Linked DNA regions of Cyprinus carpio: region 2 is linked to region 1. Evidence: chromatin contacts called from public Hi-C data. All regions are on one chromosome and are shown on one strand. The core of a region is the stretch at or near the end of the contact, and the rest is flanking DNA. Distances in the headings are between cores, read along the strand shown. Region 1 overlaps maml3 (mastermind-like protein 3). Region 2 holds the start of maml3 (mastermind-like protein 3).

Evidence for each region. A called contact is a pair of places that touch in the nucleus more often than the background predicts.
Region 2: a contact with region 1 is called in a Hi-C map of skeletal muscle, with 2.6 times the contacts expected there. The contact joins the promoter of maml3 here to the enhancer-like site in region 1. A contact is called at or near these places in 2 of 8 Hi-C or Micro-C datasets (both in skeletal muscle).

Annotation. Positions count from the first base shown.
Region 1 is chrB1:11,560,964-11,568,050 of ASM1834038v1, forward strand. The region is part of intron 1 of maml3 (mastermind-like protein 3); the gene reads right to left. Among protein-coding and RNA genes, the nearest start is that of maml3, 41 kb to the right of the region's middle. Within about 2 kb of position 5,093, at least 5 of the 8 cell types and tissues checked have an H3K27ac peak or open chromatin away from gene starts, as enhancers often do. A contact at or near this core is called in skeletal muscle, where this site is marked.
Region 2 is chrB1:11,603,835-11,611,252 of ASM1834038v1, forward strand. maml3 (mastermind-like protein 3) reads right to left here and starts at 2,154. Exons shown (of 5, transcript XM_042716597.1): 1 at 1,009-2,154. The coding sequence starts at 1,425.

The sequences.
Region 1 (7,087 bases), core at 3,843-6,342:
GTGTGTGTTCAAGAGAGATAAAAGGATGGAGCTGTATCCCAGGCAGCCTTTCTGTTTGTTGGACCAATTAGGAAGCGCTAAGAGAAGCTAATCTAATCACAGAGGCGGTCCCAGCTGCTGTTTACACACACACACACACACACACACACACACACACACACACACACACACACACACACACACACACACTGAGGGAGAGAAAAGAGAACACACAACCTTCATGAATGGACCCTGGGTGATCAAAACACCTGTATTTGTTCATTCAGTTCATGTCAGCTCATTCATGTATTCATTGTTTCTTGCCCTTTTGAGCCACATGATTCTTAGCTTTTCTAACTCCTGACAAGTTTTCTTGGCCTGATAGTAAAATAACTTTCACCTTAAGGACTACAAAGGCCTCTATCTCCCTAGAGTGGTCTCAGATGACTATAAGTGGTAGAAATACAGCTGATATCTGAGCTTGAGAGCAAGAACATTTCATGCATTAGTTCAATAATAAAAGAAGCTAGAGTTTATATATATTATACAGGGTAATGGAGTCTGTAAGTACACTAACTGTGTATTACGTACAGGTACACTTACACACACACACACACACACACACACACACACACACACACACACACAAACAAAACACCATGATAGCAATACTCATGACACTAAAATAATGCATTAAACATTAATTTAACAACATAAGACGTAACATAATTCACTGGTAAAAAAATTTTTTTTCTGGTTTACTAAATACAGTAACCAAAATGTACATATATTCATTTTAGCAGATGTTAAATCCAAAGGAAAAAAATGACAACCATTAGCAAATCAGACACTTTGCTAATCACTTTGACTAAGAGTGTGTTTACACACACTTATAGAAAAGTAAGAGCATACTTCTCTCTTTAATCCACATGATCTGAGGTATTATTAATGTACATAAACATGTGGGACGAGTTTCAGGCTGAAACGCCAAATAATAAAACTAATTAAAGAAGGTATGTGAGCCCTTTAAGTAGCTATGTTTTGATGATGTCTGGGGTCATGAAGATGTTAACCATTTAAGCGGGAGACCCAACCTGCTGCTGCATGTAGTTTAACTGCAAGTAAAAGCTCCTCTATTTCACACCTTTCCTCTGAGGGAAAAACAGATTCTCTTTTATTAAATGACAATGACACACACATTCACACACAAACACACACATGCATGCAAGGAAGCCGTGCGAGTGAAGAGCAATAGCTAACAGCACTACTATTCATCAACTGTGCCACAAATAGAACAAAGTAATTAGACTGCAGCTGAATATGTTGAATTAGAGACTCAGAGAGAGAGAGAACCGTGTTGTTGCAGTTAGAAGGGCGAAATGAGGCCTAAACACCACTAAAAGCTGGGCGGCAATATACTGAATGGCGCTCAGAGGAGAAGAGAGAAAGAAAAGGAGAGTTTATTTCAATATGTTGGGAGAACTCTTCTTAAGTCAGCATGATAGTATTGATTCACACTCCTGAGTGTGTGTTTGTGTGCGAGTGCGCTTGTGGAAGCTCCTAATACACCCCAGTCTGTAATCTGAACAAATCACAGTTATCACTGCACTGGTGACTGTGTTTAAAGGTCAAAGGCGTGATTTCACACCCACACAAATACAACCTCAAGTCTTTCAGTGTAATCCAAATTACTGGTAGTGAAAGGCCGATACACTGGACATTATTTGTTTAGATGTTTTAATTACGACATTTGTGTTACCAACATGCATAAATAGACATTTTCTGTCTTTAAGAAACTTAATTTTTGTTAAAAAATGGAAAAAAACAAAAAATTTAGTAAAGATCATGTAAAATAAAAGAATTGTTCATTTAAATGTAACAATTCTATGAAAATCCTATTTAATCTTGGGTGTAGGATGGAATGTAATTTTTTCCATTGTCACAAATTTGCTTATTTATTTCTAATCAAGAAATAGCACCAACCAAGCCAATCCTGTGAAATAAATAAATTACACCGCATCTGACTATGCATAGAAATTTTATTATGACTGGATTTTTCTTTTTAAGATTATCTGCATTAATCTTTTTTTTTTTTTATCTGAATCTTGCTGTGACTTATACAATACAGAAAAGTGCACACATTTGCTTTCGTGCCAAACAAGAGAGAATTTGCATTGCGCAGTTTCAGTTTCACTTTAAAGAAATTCATTTAGGTTTAATGTTTACAATAAACACTGTTTATTATGGATTCCATTATAATGTATGTATTGTATTCCTGTTCTGTTCTGAACACTGTTAAATTTTAAGGATTTGTTGCTTTGTGAAGGGAAACATGTTTACAGTATTTATGTTTGTAAACATTTCATTTTTATTTACTGTTATTTTAATGTAATAATAAAATGTGATTTGTTCACTCATTTTTTTTTTCTTTTGAATAAATGGTAAACCATTATTCTTTGGTTGTAGATTCACTACAACCAAGGCTGTCGTTACAGAAATAAATCTGGAAAAAAATGTTTGGTCCCACAAAGGTCTTTTACACTCTAGCCTCTCACTGGCCCCAGAGGAAAGTCGGCCCACCCATTAAAGTGTTGTCTTGAATCCCTGAAGGATTCCCTGACTACCACTATCCACCACGACCCGACTCGACTCATCAGCCCCAAATGAGTAAAAGCTCAGAGAGTTCTAAAAAGCCTCTCCACATCTTTCTGAAGGGTGTAAAAAGTCTGGATGAGCAGCAGAAAACCAACACTGGAGGGTTAAAGCGAGTTCTTCCCAGACACATAAGGAAAAGAACATTCTCATCCGAGCGGGTGAATCACAACGCTCTCCACACAAGCAAGTACACCTGAGCCCTGAGAAAGGGGGAGGAGAGGGAAGCGAGAGTGAGAGAAATAATGATTTTTCTCCCTTTTAAAGCAATGCAAATTGTTGCTGTGGTGAAGCGGAGTTGAGCGTTTGCACAAACACACACACACACACGCAGCTCAACCATGTCTGATAATGACAAATAGTGCCCCATGGGCTCCGATCAACAACCTATCATAACATCCGAAAATAAATCCACCTTGTTTACGAGTACAAAAAACCCAATTCCAGAGATACACACAAACACACACCTCAGGTCTGGACGAATGACAGGGACTGTACTCAGGTGGTAGCCTGCTCCCTGCTTACCCACAATGCCAGGCGGCGGCTCCGAAGTCACATTTGGTTGGGTAGAGGAGTAATGGCAGGCTTGAGCGAATGTATTACGATGGCAAATGACAACATTAACATATAAATGACTTCCTACCAAACACATCTGCTAATGTGTGGTTAGTGCCAGCGACACACACACACACACACACACACACACACACACACAAAAACAAACACACACACACACACGCACAATAAGACTGTATATTCTCTTCTAAATGTGACTGTCACAGCACGGACAAGGGTGTGTGAGGATGGCCTTGTTTACTGGAGGAGTGTGTGCATGTAGTGTGAGTGAGATGGCTCACTGCAATGATTGTCTAATGTCACTATCATCATGTCGCTTAAAACACACCCAGCCACACACACGCACGCACCCACCCACTCAGAGTGTGTCAGGAGCGAGACTGGTTTGGACAGGAAACAGCATGTCCAGATTGCCCCTGAGACAGGAAAAGGATTGGGTGTCGTGTCTGTTTCAGCACTCAGCAATGCTGTAGAGAGAAGCGTTGTTGTTGCTTCAAAGGAATACGTCAACCTAAAAATGACAGTTTTGTCTTAATTTACTCGTGGTCATGTTGCTCCAAACCTGTATAATGTTCTTTTTTCAAAATTTTTAAGGAATTATCTTACCCGCTATTTTCAATATAGTAAAAAGTTGAATGAGGACTCGAGCTGTCACGCTCCAATGTAACAATAAAAGTGATTTGGAAGACGTTGGTATTCACAAGGGATGGGTATTGAGAGATTTCTATGAATTGATTCGATTCGGATTCACACGCTCTTGATTCAATACAGATTCATGTGGCTATATCTCAGTACAGCACAGGTCAATATACTGTAAGGAAAAAAATCTCTCACCTAATGCTTTAAATTATATAAGGAACCCTCAGTTTATACATTACTATAATATTAATGATCCAAACTATTAAATGTAATTTTTATTTCCTTCAATTATTTTCCTTTTTGGCTTTCCTGAGGTAAACAATGTTACATGACAGACTTACACTTTACAGGCTTTTGCAATCACATATGATCTGATACATTACAGTAAGTTGTACGGTTTCTTTTTACATACCTTCTGACGTTCGATCATTTTTATTTCTTGCTACAACAAGCAGTAAAGAGGTTCACTTGTGCTCTGAGATGCCACTGGAGTTGAGGTGGCTACAATACTCTTTACATTTACTGCAGCAAAACAACAGTTAATTCATAAATAAAAATCACAAACTAAAAAACATTAAAACAACAATAAAACTCAATAATTCACCCTCGTGAATGTAAACTACGCTGATTTCATTCAGCGAAATCACACGCATGCTGAACGTAAACAACGCTCATTATGTTGATTACGTTATTGGGTACTCTCCAAAATGGCGGAAGACAGTAACTCGGGGAGAAGAATTGCTGAATAAATTATGCTTTTTTTGTTTTTTCTTTTTTGCACAAAAGTATTCTTGTAGCATCGTAAAATTACGGTTGAACCACTGATGTCACATGGACTATTTTACCGATGTCCATGCTATGTTTTTTTGCATTGATCATGGTAATATCATTGCCATCTATGGAGGGTCAAAGAGCTCTCAGATTCCATCAAAAATATCTTAATTTGTGTTTTGAAGATGAACAAAGGTCTTGCAGGTTTGGAATGACATGAGGATGAGTGATTTATGACAGAATTTACATTTTTGGGTGAACTATACCTTTAAGCATTTGCATCTTTTCTGAAGCTTCAAAGCTCCAGATTCATTGTAATAGGACGGAAAAGAGCAATCAGCACATTCTCCAAATTTCATGTTTACCTTTTATACAGGTTTGAAACAACAATTTTTGTTTGTATAACCATCCCACTGTATTATAACCAGCAAAGAATGCAAAGTCATATCTTATACTGATCTGAGGGCAGTTTTGACCCTCTAACATTCAAATTACACATGAGAAAAACTACCAGTCGAAGTCCAGTGACCAACAGAAACCGCTTCCAGCACATAGTATTTTACTTATGAAAAAAAGCTTTTAGACAGAGCCAGTCTGAAAAGAAAAAGAGCGTGAAGGCAACAAAAGGAGTGAAGCTGTTGCCTGAAGCCTGTCTTCTTCCGTGTTTCCTTCAGCTTTGTGTGTCTGTTCCCTCGCTTTTTCCTCTCTCCCTCAGAGCGCCTCCGGGCATCAAGCCCGCCACACGTCACAGAGCTTGGCCGAACAGAGAGAAGCGTGTGTGTGTGTGTGTGTGTATGTGTGTATATGTGTGGGCTTTGTTCCAGAGCGGTAAGGGCTGTTTACTTACTTGTGCACTCAAGCCTGAGTTCACTCTTTCTCTCCACACACACACACGCTCTGAATACCACCCATTTCCTGTGAGCCAATCATCTTCCTCTCCAAACTCTCTGCTCCTAAACTATCCCTCTCCGTTTCGCTCTCACCTCACCAACCCATCTGTCTTTCCCTCCTCTGTTGCATGCGATCTCTCCATCCTCCTATGCGCCCTCCTCCATCACTTATTCATGAGCTCTCTCTCTCTCCCTGTGTAACACACACTCTCGCCTTCTCACAACCGGCGTTGTATCCGTAACCATGGTGACTGCTTTGATTGACATGGTGTAAATGGCACGCGGCTACATTGGAGGGCCGGTCCTCTTTAAGGGGGTGGGAATTACAGTCAAGACCCTTAAAGGGGTAGTTATTATCGCTCATCGTAACAGTCCCTTAGCAGAAACAAAGAGGTCGCCTCAAGAGCGGTAGAGAATTAAAGGGATTTTTAAGGCGAGGAGTCGACGGAAACGTTAGTATCAATTATGTATGACGAAAGGTCACCCTCTCTGCTTTCCCATTGATTAGCATGAATCACTCGTTTGCTGATTGTTTGATGTAATTAGCAGACTGGCAACAGTGATTAATACTGTGGGTTTGAACAATAAATGATCTAGCAGAAGCGTGCGGTGTGTGTTTATGGGGGTAATAACAGAGGAAAGGAGGGGAAAGCATGTCAGACGAATCTGATTGCAGCGTGAGGTCTTACAATATTAACCACAACCGTGACACATCAGAAAGGCTGCATATGTGTTCACACAGACACAAGAGAGAGTCGACAGCGGCAAAAGCAATCGAAAACGTGCAATGATAAATCTCAGAATAACACATTCAGATCACATTCATCCTAAAATCAGAAGTAAAAAAAAAAAAAAACTGAAGCTTTTTTAGGACTACCCCTTCCCTTTTTTATTGTGACATTACTGTCATAATTAAGTAGATTTTTTCCCAAACATTTATTTTTAATTCCTATTATACTTAATGTGGATTCTCATCACAGTAATAAAATTTTGTACTAAAAATAATTATAAAAAAAATAACCACTGTAATCATTTAAGTACAGGAAATAAAACGTATACTTATTTAAAATATTGTATAGTGCTATTACACAACCATATTTATAATTTTTTGTTTAAATTATTTAAAAGTTGTGCAACATCATACATGCTACAACATTAATATAATTACATAATATTTTAGGAACAAATATCAATGCATTTTTTTTATATAATAATGTAATTATGATAAATTAATTTAATAATTTTTCTTTTTTTTCTAAATTTTGTTTTTAGGGGTAAAATTAAACCTTAAATCCAATATCATGTCAAATGTGTTAATAAAGAACATCACATAATTAGCCAGAGAACTGGATGTTCATGTTCTCCAAACCGGCAGGCGAACGCAGAGATTGTCCTCTTCACCTCTCTTCCTGCTCTTTATCTCTTTTCTGTCACACCCGCTCTTCCATCTCATATCCTGCGCCACAATCTCTCTCCTCCGACACACTCCCATCCATCCTTTTCATGTGCTCTCTTTCTCACTCTGAAGTGTGTAATCGTGATGGGGGCTGGTAGGTCTTGACTGGGGGGTAGGGACACAC
Region 2 (7,418 bases), core at 904-3,403, 40 kb after region 1:
GCACAAGACCCTAACTCGACTTGATACAGCCACCTAGCTGCAGCACGGTGCTTATGTGGAGAAAGACAGAAGCAGTGAGCCTGTGGTCTCTTTAAATCGCAATGACTCCGATGTGAAGCATTTGCTGCTTATGTACCGCCTCACAGTAATGTCCACACCGCACAGAGGGAGGTCGACTAAACATTCCAAAAACGACTTTAAACCCACCTACACAAAACTCAAAAAAAAGACTCACCTACCAAATAAAAGAGGATTGACACAAAAGGCACCGACACTATGCTCCTCCGCAAGCGACTGACTCACTGTAACTTTTCTGCGGTGGCGTCGGAACCGAGAGTCTGGAGATACTAACAAACTGATAAGTGCTCATCCTGCAAGTGTAGCCTGTTTGTTTCCTCGCCATCGCCATCATTTATTTCTCATGAAATGATATCCACAGAATCCCCCTAAAGAGTTGCACTGAGAGCTAAATGTGGCTTCGACTGCTTCGAAAATAAAACAACAAAAACAGGCTGCAGTGTGTAGCATCATTTCAAACAGCGCGCCTAAAAAGCAACTAAAACTAGTAGAGTACACTACTTTTATCATTCAAACCAGTGCAAATCGAGCAGTAAAAAACGAAAACGCACAATCGCGTACTTTAACGTTACTTAGCAAGCTGATTTTGATTTTCAACTCCCATTGTGTTATCTGAACATGTAACACGCCTGAACTACAAGTAGTAAGTAGGAGGAGATCGAGTGACATCATCAACTACTACATAACTTTAAACAGACTGTAGCCTACTGCAAAGTAGCGAAACACCTCCAAAGTTACTCCAAGCTCTAACGCACATCCACACGACTGCGAATAGTCCGCAAATCGTGTTGAAGTATGCTTATATGTGTTATTATAAGTGCACCAATTGAGAGTTTTCCGTGTAAGAACACAGACCCCGAGCGAAAGTTAGCACTGCAACCCAAACAAACCGCGCGGAGAGGAGACGCGTGTAAAAGAGCAGTCACGCACGTTATAACGGAGCGCGGAACTCACCGCGATCAGAGTGCTGCTCCTCTGCTCGGCGCTCGCGCTCGAATCGGGCTCTTGTTGCTTGCTCTGCTGTTTGCTGTTGCTGGATTTTTTGGCCCGCTGCTCTAAACTCCGCTGGTACAGACTCAACGTCTCCCGGCGGTCCAGCTCCAGCTGCTCGGCGTGCGCTTGATGGTATCTGCCCTCGCAGTTGACGTGGTGCCGCCGGCAGCCCTCGATCCGCTGCCGCAGCCGCTCCACCACCGTGCTGTGCTTCGGTATGCCCACGTTACCACCGCCGCCGCCGGTGCTGCTGTTGGTTGCATTAATGGCAGAGTTTAAGTTCACGTTACTGTTATTAATGCAAATGCCGCCGCCGGTCGGTACGGCAGCGGGGCTGGCAAAATCCCCCATCATCTGTGATTCGGGAAGAACTTTGTCAAGCCCCCCTGACTCTCTCTCTCTCCCCTCTCCAAAGCGGGGCAGAAGTCCGCTTCGCCAGGGAGGCAGATACAGTGAAATTGTGGAGAAAGAAGCGTTTAAATGAGAGTAAATCCCTCCTCCGGGAGGATCGCCGTGTCAACCATTCAATAGACAACAGTGCGGGACCGGGTCTGTTACTCTCTCGCCTCTACTGGAGCTCCATCAAACATCCGGATGTTACTCGCAACCATCACGCGTAAGCGCCGCTGCTGCGCGCCCGTCGTTTTATTGTGTTGTCCTTTTGAAAAAAGTTTTGCCGTCTGCTGCGAACAGGCTCCGGAGTTGTTTCGTGAACTTGCATTTCATTAGTTTGGCCGGCGAAACCCTCCCCGAGCGCGAACAAGGTGTGCAGTTTCTTAAAGTCCCGATGGCTGGAGAGGAAATCCTAAAGTCGCTGTGTACAGCAGCTGCCACCATCACAATAATCAAGCTCTCCCCTCCTCCATGCTAGCGGAGTGATATCAGGACAACAGCCGAGCGAAGAGCAGCCACCAGCCTGCGAGCAGCACGCCAGCTCCGCGCAAAACACGGCGCGGAATCTAGTGCGCCGGACGTGGAGTCAATATTGACTTTAGAGGAGGTGAACTATAGAGCGGTGTAATGCTTTACCGGCGGGTTGGGGTACTGCATCTGATACTCACGAGTTCACGAGAGTGCAAAGCGCTATCTATCTATCGGACTGTGAGGTATTACAGTGATACATATTTTTACACTATAAACACGTACAAAAAATAAAATATATTAGAAAAATTTAGAAATACTGAAAAATAAATACAAATAAAATTAAATAAATGATTGTTAAAAATTAAATGTCAAATATTGAAATAAAATATTTTTAAAGTATTATTAATATTATTATTCTAACTTAAAAACTAAGGTTCTTCTGTGGGTTTTAGGTTCAGCAGTCAGTGGTTCTTTGGAGTTTAAAAGTTACATTGCAGGTTTTTCTGATCAGAGTTGGTTAACTTACTGTGTTCTTTAACGTACAGCATAGATGTTTTTTTTTAAAGAACTGGAAAAGCAGCTTTCTAGAACCTATGACACCTGACTGTAAAACAGTTTTTTTTTTAGATAAATAAAAGAATAATAATATTAAAATGCTATTTATTTGTTTGTTTATTCATTTATTTACTCACTCATTCATGCCATTTTTCTTTCCTAAACAATATAAATTATTTCTTGTAAAACACCAAAAAGCCCACGCTATTTCTCACAAAATAAATTTTCATGTAATTAACATACAAAAAAACAATTCCCCACCACTTGTGGCTTCACAGATTGTCCACTCATCTACTACCATCGATAGCTCTCAGAATATAATACACACATCTAAAATAATTACACACGAAATTAACAAAACCATTCTAATGTGGCTTGTGTGCAGAAGATAATACACATATCTTAAGAAGTGACAGAAGAAAGTAACAGGATCAGGTGAGGCCCTGAAGCACTGGCTGCAGTCAGTAAATGATGATAAGGGGGCTGGCCGGTTTTGTAGGTGTGTGTGTGTGTGTGTGTGTGTGTGTGAGTAATTGTGAAAAAGTGCTGCTGCCCAGTCTGGTTTGCTGAGTGAGGCTGAAACGAATTGCAAACACATTCATTCTCTCTCTCTCTCTCTCTCTCTCTCTAGCACATATACACAGATATAGTCAAGGCCAAAAGTTTGTGAACACCCTGTATTTTGCTGGGACTATTCTGGACCTGTGTCTCTAGGCCATCAAGATCAGCCTTTCTCCTGTTGTAATTGTATATAATACAGTGTGCCAGACAGACTCTTTTAATTTTTTGTTATTATCTTTGATCAAACTAGCAGGTATGCTAGATGGTTTTCATATATTTTAAAAACTCAGTCTTAGATGAGAACTGAGGAAGTTAGCGGAATATTTGAATTGGCTGAACATTGATGCATAATTAAAGTTTTTTAATTGTTAGTAATTTTAAATATGGTTTCACAGTGGTCTCACTCTTATTTGTCTTTTTTGATGCACAAACAAAACAACACATTTCTGAGCATTTTTGGTACTGCATTAAAGAAAAGTGCAGTGAAAATTATATCAGGGGAACAGTTTATGTGAAAATTCTTGTTGGTGAAGAATAATATATGAGATGGCACAAATGTTTATTTGCCCTCATGTGTCCATCAAGGAAACGAGTGAGTGAAATGCTTTTGGTGTAAATCTCTGCCTCATGGAGCAATTCTTGGAAAAAAGCAGTAGGGCTATTACTTTCAAAATTCTAGGAATATAAATAACAAATCCTCCCAGGTTTAGCACTCTCTGTACTTTCTGGAATGGTTGATACTGACATAGTTGTTGGAACTGCTCTTTAGTGTTTGTGCTACTGGTTTGTTTTTCTTCTGGATCTTTTACTTGGTCTAACAGCTACAGAACTTAATAAGATCTGAACAAACAGGTGTGGTGAACAGTTCCCCTTATCTGAAACGTGCTTTACACCATGCACTGCGCTTATAATAGACACAGAACAGCATAACTTCTGTAAACATGCATTTTCTCTAAAGTTTGTTATTGGAAACCTGGTCGTTACTTGTGTCACGTACAAATAATTCAACACCCATTACCAACAATTGCTTTTGTAATGTAAAACCAAAACAATAAAAAAACACATAAAATTTTAAAAACAGATCTATTATAACAACAATAATATATTTAAAATATGTAGAAAAACACTAGAAAAAACAACAAAAGCACCATGGAGTGATGTTATTGTTGTTTTAAGTCAATCTCTAATGGATTTCAAGCTGTCACATTTATGAATCACCCTACAAATATAAAATGTGACCCCTAAGCGCTTCTCCTCCTACAACACTCATGTTCATCAGGAACTATTTTTACTCTTGAATCACTATAAATATCTTGATTATTTCGATTATCTTACAACATTACAACTTTTGTTCAAAATTTAGCAGTCAGTAGGTTTTTTTTTTTTTATATCAAAATTTAAAATAAAATCAAAAATAACATAAAAAATATTTTTTTCCAGTAAGGAGGTATAAAATTATATCAAAAGTGACAGTAAAAATTTTTATAATTTAAAAAAGATATATATTTCAAATCAATGCAGTTCATTTTTTTGAAAAATGTTTTCACAAAAATATTTACATTGTTAATAATATGAAATGTTTCTTGAGTGCCAAATCAGCATATTAGAATGATTTCTGAAGGATCGTGTGAAAACTGGAGTAATGGCTGTAAAAACTGTAATAATATTTCAAAAATATTAGTGTTTCCTGCATCATTTTAGATTTAATAAATGCAGCAGTGCTGAGCAAGATTTTTAAACAGTATTGTGACTGTATGAGAAATCAAATAAAATACAAAGTATATTTGTCTTGTTTTCTGGTAATATGAGAGACATTTAGTTGTTTTCAAAGAAATGAAATGAAATTTAGTGAAGTTTAAAAACTATTTGCCAATGGGATAAAAACACTTTTTGCTTTGAGTTTTTACCTCAGAGTTTTTACCTTTAAAGGTTTTTTGGAAAGCAAAATTAAGAAACTTCCAGATCACTGAAATGAAAACAAAAATACTGAAACTGTTATTATTATTTGCAGTCCATCAAATGTATGTGTGAGAAAAGGGGATGGACACTGAATCAGAAAAAGAAACAAGTCATATGGTCCACGTTTTCTGTGTTGGGAAGCATTGTAAATATTTAATGTGGTCACCCATCCATTAGAGTGCTAATAAACAGAATCAATGGAGCTGATAGATTGACTATCCATGAAGAGACCGAAAGAGAGCGAGAGCACACAAAAGAGGAAGCATTTTAAAGCTTTCCTTTCTTGCTTTTAATAATCCACAAGAATAATAGTACTATTGAGGGGCTAGAAATTTATTTCTAGCACACTGACTTTTATAAATATACAAACAAGACAAAAAAAAATATATATGTACATATAAATACAAAAACACAACTACAATGAGTAGTTTGTGTGTGTGTGTGCTTTTTGCAGGCAGCTCCGTGCTGGATACGTGACTTCCTGTGTGTAGTAACTGACATTTGTGTGAGTGTGTCAGTGTGTGTGTGTGTGTGTTAGGAGTGAGGGGATCTCTGACTCATTCCCTTGGTATTCAAAAAAAAGGATCCGATCTCTCAAGAAGAAGAATTAATGAGAGTTTTTTAGGACAAGAGGTTGGAGGACAAAAGGGAAAGGCATGTGCGCAGGGGAGAAAACTGCAAAGACGAATTACAAGAAGAAAGAGAGAAGAGAAGCCATGACAGGTGTGCTGGCAGTATGCAGTGTGCCGTGGATCAGTGGAAATGCTCCCAGTCACGCATCCAACATGCAGTCGCTTAATGTACAGAGGGAGGGAGGTGTGTGGGTGTCCTAATTTCTGCATAGTCATGACTCCACACTGTCTGCTCCGCCTTGTGACCGGCCTTAAATCATAACACTTCCTACAGGCCTTAAAATCCTCAACGATACAGTTGAGTGCATATTACATTTGCAAAGGTGTAATTTTTTTCTTCATGTTGGCAGTTGGTCGATATGACTTTCAGCTTGGATTTTGACACCTAGTGGTGTGGATGCAGCATCATGCAAAAGCAAACAATTTGAACATGATCTAAACATGCTGGCTTTCATGAGGCAACCAGTTTCATGTGAAAGAAAACTTATAAATAAATAAAACAATGTATTTGTTTGTACATCAATACATGTTTTGTAACACTACTATAATTATATGCCAAACTGTTACTGTAAATCTGCCATAAAATGCAAATAAAACAAACAAATAAATAAATGCTGGTGCGTTTTTATTTGTTTATTTATCGATTTAAAGAAATATACATATAGTAACACCACTGTAATTATTTACAAAATTGTTAAAACAAACAAACCGTGCTGTGGCTTTATTTATTTACACATCTTGTCACACCACTATAATTACATTAATAATTATTATATTAATCATATGTTATTGTAAATCTGCCTATAGTGCAAACAAAAAAAGCTAAAACATTTAAATCTATAAAGGGGCATTCAGGAATTTTTATAAATAAATGGTTTAAATGCAGAGTATATTTTATGGTACACATTTGAATCAAAAATATGACAACTGTAAGTCTAAAATTAGAAAATCTTCTTATGCATGCATGTCAACAATGAAAAGAAGTGCTATCAAAAAAAAAAAAAAAAAAAATGTTGTATTATATGTATGTATTTTCCAGCAGCTGGTGTTCTAAATCTGTTTTACACTGTCGCTTTTGCTACAGCCAAAGCATGTTTACAGTGAAGTAAAGACAACATGTGTTACGCATACACTCTCTGACCTGTGTGGAAATGCACATCGCTCCAGGATCTTGGCTGAAGAATCAATGGCAGAACAGCAGACTGCAGCAGACAACAGAGGCGAGCAAACGATTGGCCTGTGCTTTTAACCACACTCTTGTTTGCTGCCTTTTTCCTCTTTTTTTTATTTTATAGGAAACCAAAAAAAAAAAAAAAAAAATGAAAAGACTGCATTTATTCCTCCAAAAAATGTTAAAAATCTTCTGAAATCACACAGCTTCTTTGCTCTCCACAGCATTTGAAATGACTATGAAAAGTTGCATGGATATCGATTAAAAAGATCTTGAATATGAGGCCATACTGAATAAAGAGAATTTATCACATGGCAATAAGCATCAAACAGAAAGAGTTTGATAAGTAAAATTGTATTAACTCTTACCAAAACCCAAAGCACAACGCCAATACAGTGCAGATGTGGAGTTGAAACTATATGTTGCTAACATCAGGTTGACTTAGCTTGCAGTTCTCTTACAGTTGTCATCTTCTACAGCAGGGAAAAGGAGCATAAATGGCAACAACATAACAGAGACAGCTCACATGAGACTGAGCTCTGAGATCTGTCTAGGGTTTTTACCATGGTTTGATTACACTGGAAAGACAACCTTTTCCCCGGAAC